Regions from separate parts of the Sus scrofa genome. Here region 2 is linked to region 1. A link is a contact called in public Hi-C data. All regions are on one chromosome and are shown on one strand. The core of a region is the stretch at or near the end of the contact, and the rest is flanking DNA. Distances in the headings are between cores, read along the strand shown.

What was found. Hi-C and Micro-C count contacts between places; a contact is called where the count stands out from the background.
Region 2: a Hi-C map of liver shows a contact between it and region 1, with 2.7 times the contacts expected there. The contact joins the enhancer-like site here to the promoter of ADRA2B in region 1. A contact is called at or near these places in 1 of 5 promoter capture datasets (liver), 12 of 47 Hi-C or Micro-C datasets (alveolar macrophages, embryonic fibroblasts, fetal heart ventricle and 8 more) and 1 of 2 datasets of contacts at active chromatin or transcription factors (skeletal muscle).

The regions. Positions count from the first base shown.
Region 1 is chr3:45,759,552-45,762,651 of Sscrofa11.1, forward strand. ADRA2B (adrenoceptor alpha 2B) reads left to right here and starts at 1,415. Exons shown (of 1, transcript NM_001037148.1): 1 at 1,415-2,755. The coding sequence starts at 1,415. The coding sequence ends at 2,755.
Region 2 is chr3:45,910,553-45,913,616 of Sscrofa11.1, forward strand. It overlaps KCNIP3 (calsenilin), which reads right to left. Exons shown (of 9, transcript XM_021087060.1): 6 at 902-1,009. Among named protein-coding and RNA genes, the nearest start is that of GPAT2, 68 kb to the left of the region's middle. Within about 2 kb of position 1,384, at least 5 of the 83 cell types and tissues checked have an H3K27ac peak or open chromatin away from gene starts, as enhancers often do. A contact at or near this core is called in fetal liver and liver, where this site is marked.

The sequences.
Region 1 (3,100 bases), core at 165-2,664:
GACCTCGCCCTTGACTAGGTCTCCTTGCTCTGCCCCCGGGGACATCCTCCTCCTATTGGGCACCAGGACGGAGCTGGCAAGCGCTCCTCTTCCCACTTCAGTTGTCGCTGAGACCTGAGTCCACGGCAGTTTTTTTCCTTACCTCTTTGCCCTTAATGGAGGAAACTGAGGCAGCTGCAGGAGAAACAGGAAGGCTGAATCGTCAGTCCCAGGCTCTGAGCACTCGCTTGCCCCACTGGGCTGGGGAGCCTTCTCCGTGCCCCCAGAACGCAGCGAGGATGCGTGTCTCCGGGTGGGAGGCTGGTCGTGGACGAGCTCGGCACGCGGGCGGCGGCAGGGGGCGCTCGCCAGCTGGCTACGCGCGCTTCCTCCGGCTCTGGAGGCCCGACGGTGTCCAGTCCCGGTGGGCAAGCATTTGGGGAAGGGGTTCTGAGCAGTCTCGCCGCTCACCCCACGCCCTCCGCTCAGCTTCTTTCCTCTTGGGCGCCAGTAAGAGGGTGTGGTTTAGGATGCTCTGGCGCCCGGACACACCCACCCGCTCTCTTCTCCGGGCTCTTGGACCATCGGAGGCGAATTCTGCTAGCGCCCACCTCCCTAGACCCTGGTCGTGGGCCTAGCCCCGCAACCCACAAGAGAGACATCCCGCCTCTGTGCCGCTGCGTCCCAGCTCCCTGCGTGCACCGACCCTTCCACTTCTGCCAGCATCCTTCCCCGGGTCCCATAGATCCGGACGCTGGGCCCCTCCGACCTGCTGCAACGCGGAGGGCTGGAGGAAGGGGGGGCAGGGGTGCCAGAGCGGAGGCTGGGTACCCGGAGAGGCTGCGGCCCGCCGGTCCTCCCCCTTCCCCCAGCGAGGCACACCTTCCAACCACCCTGGGTCCGACCACCCGCCCCGCCTCCCTTCCCTCCTCCTGCTCCCGCCTCCAGTCTCCTCCCTCTTCCAGCCGCGCTCGCTCTCCTCCCCACTCTCCTGCCACGGCGGGCTGCCTGCCGGCGCGGCTCCGGGCTACAGCCAGCCGAGCAGAGCGGGCCGCTTCCTCCGAGAACCGGCGGCGTGCCCCTGCCCAGGCGGCTGGGCCCCGCGCCCCAGCGTGCGTCCAACAGCATCCCAGCGGCAGGGCGCAACTTTCCCCGGTTATAGGCGGGGCGGGCACGGCAGCGGGACAACTTGGTAAACTTCGGGGCAGACGGCAGGGACGCCGGGCGCAGGTACAAGAGGAGGTAGGAGGGCGGTGGCCGGCCCTGGGCGTCCCCCGACCTCCCAGCCCCTTTCGGCTGGGCCATGGGGCTCCAGCACCTTCAGGGCAGCCAGGGCGACAACCCCCTCGTCTAGCCGACCTGAGTGGAACAGTGCCGTCGCTGGCTGTGCACGCGCTGGGCGAGCAGCGCCCCCTCTGGCCCGTCCGGCCCGGCCATGGACCACCAGGAGCCCTACTCCGTGCAGGCCACTGCGGCCATCGCTGCGGTCATCACCTTCCTCATCCTGTTCACTATCTTCGGCAACTCCCTGGTCATCTTGGCTGTGCTGACAAGCCGCTCGCTGCGCGCGCCGCAAAACCTGTTCCTAGTGTCGCTGGCCGCAGCCGACATCCTGGTGGCCACACTCATCATCCCTTTTTCGCTGGCCAATGAGCTGCTGGGCTACTGGTACTTTCGACGCACCTGGTGTGAAGTGTACCTGGCGCTGGACGTGCTTTTCTGCACCTCCTCCATCGTGCACCTGTGTGCCATCAGCCTGGACCGCTACTGGGCAGTGAGCCGCGCGTTGGAGTACAACTCCAAGCGCACCCCGCGGCGCATCAAGTGCATCATCCTCACCGTGTGGCTCATCGCAGCTGTCATCTCGCTGCCGCCTCTTATCTACAAGGGCGACCCGGGTCCCCAGCCCCGGGGGCGCCCTCAATGCAAGCTCAATCAAGAGGCCTGGTACATCCTGGCCTCCAGCATTGGCTCTTTCTTTGCACCCTGCCTTATCATGATCCTTGTTTACCTGCGCATCTACTTGATCGCTAAGCGCAGCCACCGCAGAGGCCCTAGGGCTAAGGGGGGCCCTGGGAAGGGGGAGTCTAAGCAGCCCCGCCCAGTCCCTGGGGAAGTTTCAGCCTCAGCCAAGTTGCCAACCTTGGTCTCTCAACTGGCCACTGCTGGAGAGACCAATGGGTGCTCTCAGCACACTGGGGAGAAGGATGAAGGGGAGACCTCTGAAGACACTGGGACCCCCGCTTTGCCACCCAGCTGGCCTGCCCTTCCCAGCTCGGGCCAGGGTCAGAAGGAAGGTGTTTGTGGAACATCACCAGAGGAGGAGGCTGAAGAGGAGGAGGAGGAGGAGTGTGAGCCTCAGACTTTGCCAGCCTCTCCTGCCTCGGCTTGCAGTCCACCCCTGCAGCAGCCACAGGGTTCCCGGGTGCTGGCAACCCTACGGGGCCAGGTGCTCCTGGGCAGGGGCATGGGCACTTCGAGTGGGCAGTGGTGGCGTCGGCGGGCGCAGCTGACCCGGGAGAAGCGGTTCACGTTCGTGCTGGCTGTGGTCATTGGCGTGTTTGTGCTCTGCTGGTTCCCCTTCTTCTTCAGCTATAGCCTGGGTGCCATCTGCCCTCAGCACTGCAAGGTGCCCCATGGCCTATTCCAGTTCTTCTTCTGGATCGGCTACTGCAACAGCTCGCTGAACCCTGTCATCTACACCATCTTCAACCAGGACTTTCGTCGTGCCTTCCGAAGGATCCTGTGCCGCCAGTGGACCCAGACAGCCTGGTGAGCCCGCCTGCCCACTGTCCATGTGGTGTTGGTGTCAGGTGGTGCCAAGGCTGCCCAGCTTCTCGCCCTGTTTTACGTGGCCACCTCCCTGGGGCTTTCTGGTCCCTTCCCTGGTCCTACAGACTTCATCCTGGAGCCCCCTGGGAGGGGCAGGGATAGGGGTCTGCTCACAGGCATCTATTTGAAGCCCCCCCTCTTGCTGGCTTGGCTGTGGGAGGCTAAATTCTCCACCCCCTGCCTGAGCACAGGCACATGAATAAGGTTTGGACTTTCCTGAATGTGGCCGAGGTCAGGCTCCCTCCCAGCATCCCAGACTCCTGCAAGCCAAAGCCCTCTGTTTTTCTGG
Region 2 (3,064 bases), core at 134-2,633, 150 kb after region 1:
TTGAAACTGTAGCAACTATTTCACAAAGCAAAAAATGTTTGGACCAACAAAAATGACTGTGGGCCTGTGTGGTGAGGGCCCCCCTGTTTGTACCCTGTCTTAAGAGACCTCACTCCCCCCCATCAATTGGTGGGGGTCAAGGCCAGCTCCCCAAGCCCCGCCTCCAGCTTCTCCACTTATGTCTCCCTCAGGACCTCCCTGTAAGAAAGGATGATCTGGGGAGTTCCCTGGTGGTCAAGCGGTTAAGGATCCAGCATTGTCACTGCTATGGTGTGGGTTAGAAATCTGACCCAGGATTTTCCACACGCTATGGATGTGCCAAAAAAAAAAAAAAAAAAAAAAAAAGAAGAAGAAGAAAAAAGAAAAAGAAAGGATGGAAGTTTCCATTGTGGCTCAGCAGTAACAAACCCAACTAGTATCCATGAGGACGCAGGTTTGATCCCTGGCCCTGTTCAGCAGGTTAAGGATCCTAAGCTGCAGCATAGGTCATAGATGCTGCTTGGATCTGGCATTGCTGTAGCTGTGTGGTAGGCTGGCAGCTGCAGCTCCAAGTCAACCCCTAGCCTAGGAACTTCTATATGCCACAGGAGCGGCTCTTTAAAAAAAAAAAAAAAAAAAAAAAGAGAGAAAAAGGAAGAATGCTCCAGAACACTTGTTGAACAGGATGGAGGTGTGTGGTGAACGGCACAGAAGCTCCACACTCCCTGCATGCAGGTGTCCAGGATCTTGGGAGAGGAGGAGCCCCCTGGCCATCCCCTAGTCCCCTCCAGGTCCTGGCTGAGAGCCAGGTCTCTGGACCCTGGGGGGTATGTGTGAGGAGAGGGGTTGGGAGTGTGGAGCAGGAAGATGGGGGAGGGGTTGACACGCCACCCTTAGCCCCTGCCCCCACCCCACCCCATACCTCTTTGGTGATGTAGCCATCCTTGTTAATGTCGTAGAGGTTAAAGGCCCACTTGAGTTTCTCATGGACTGTTCCTCGCAGGAGGATGGAGAGACCGATCACAAAGTCCTGTGGAGGAAGCGGGGGTGGTGAAGAGTGACCTTCCAATGCCCAGAGTCTATTTCAAGTTTGCTGTGTGGATTCACCATACAGTGTATAGGTGAGGTGCCTTCCTCACAGAGCAGGCAGATGGTGTCTGCAAAGTCAACACAATGTGAGCGCGTGTGTGAGTGTGTGTGTGTGCGCATGTGTGTGCAGAGATGGCACAGTGACCGGTACTGATCGTCTCAAATAAAGCCATTCAAACATAATGTGTCTTAGACCCCTTTGATGCACTGCCACTGGCAGAGGAGGCCTGGGAGCGCTCCTCCAGTGGAGGGGCTGTGCTCTGTGCCTGTGTAACAAGCCTCTGCAGGTCAAGGTGCTTGAAAACGCACAGCTTAAAAATTAACCGTGCTCCGTTCTGGGGTCATGCCATACCCATATGCAGTCACTTCTGAGGTGTGACAGGTAATTCCTAACATGACAAGTCACGAAAGTTCAAATGCCTTCCTGGTTGAAAACGTCAACTGTTTTGTTGTAGCAGTTGACGGAAAGTCAGTCTTTCCTGCCACTTCCAGAAGGTTTGCAGGTTAAGCTCCCCCTGCCCCGTGGGGTCCTCCCAGGGTGCTCTGACAGAAGGGGAGCAGAGAAGGGCTGTCTGGGAGGGGAACAGAGGATTGTAGACAGCAGAGGGACAGGGCTTTGCACTCAAATTGTAGAATTTCTGGCTCAGAGGAAATCTGTATTACCAGAGAGAAAGACTAAGGGAAACAGAGAAAAGCAGTTTGGAAGAAACAAAAATTATTCCAGGAGAAAAAAAAAACTTAAAAAACCTATTAGATTCAAAGGTTATAAATCTGGGATCCTACAAGAATAGGGTGCTATACAAAAAGGAATCATTGGGAACAAGAAAGAGATCTTGGGAATTAAAAATGAGAAAGCAGAGAGTCCCCTGGTGGCCTAGCAGTTAAGGAGTCAGTGTTGCCACTGCTGTGGCTCAGGTTCCATCCCTGTACCAGGAAATTCCACATGCCACGGGTGCAACCAAAAAAAAAAAAAGAGAGAGAGAGTCAGAAAGCAAATGACAGACTTAGAAGGAGGGTTGGGAAAGCAGGTGGAGGCTCTGCCATAAAGCAGCATGAAAAGGCAGAGCTGGAAAATAAGAGAAAAGTACATAATAGGGGGTCCCATCCAGAGGGATTGACACTTGACCAGCAGGAGTTCCAGGAAGAGACGGGGGGAAATAGAGGGGAGCGAATCCAAGAAGGAATGAAGATATTCCCAGAAGGAAGGCTGTCAGTGCCAAGGTCTTTCTCAGGCCTGTTAACAAACAGCCCATGTTGGCGCCTACAGCCATATATCATGATGACATTTCAGAAAACAATGCAAAGACAAGGTCCTACAAGCTTGCAGAGAGAAAAACAAAAGCAAACAGGAAAAAAAACCAAAAAAACAATAAAATGAGGTCCCATCCACAGGATCAGGAATCAGCAGAACAGTTTTCCATCGAAGCTGGTCCCATACAATAGATCAAGAAAGAGCAAGAATGGAACAAAGGCATCCAAAGACTCAGAAATTGGGAGCTCCCCTGATGGCTCAGTGGGTTAAGACCCTGACACAGTGTCTGTGAGGATGCGGGTTCAATTCTTGTCCTCACTCAGTGGGTTAAGGATCTAGCATTGCTGTGAGCTGTGGCGTAGGTTCCAGATGTGGCTCAGATCTGGCTGGCAGGTGGGGCTCCGATTCAGTCCCTAGTCTGGGAGCTTCCATATGCTGCAGGTGTTGTTGCCCTAAAAAGGGAAAAAGAAAACAACGGAAAAGAAAGGAAAAAAAAAAATCAAAGGCTCAGCAATTACCTCCCATGTACTCTTGTTGGAAACTCCTGGAAGGCAGGCTCTTGAAAAGAAAGAGTAAAAGCAAGGAAGAGAAGGATGAGGATTCCAGGACCAGGAGACCCAACCCCAGAAAGAGTTCCTCAGAGGATACCCAGATCTGATGATGGAGCTGGTTGGAGGCTGGGGGTGGGGTGGGGGGGTCTTCTGGGAGCTGCCACTTCAGACAACTGGAGAAGGGCCCAGGCTG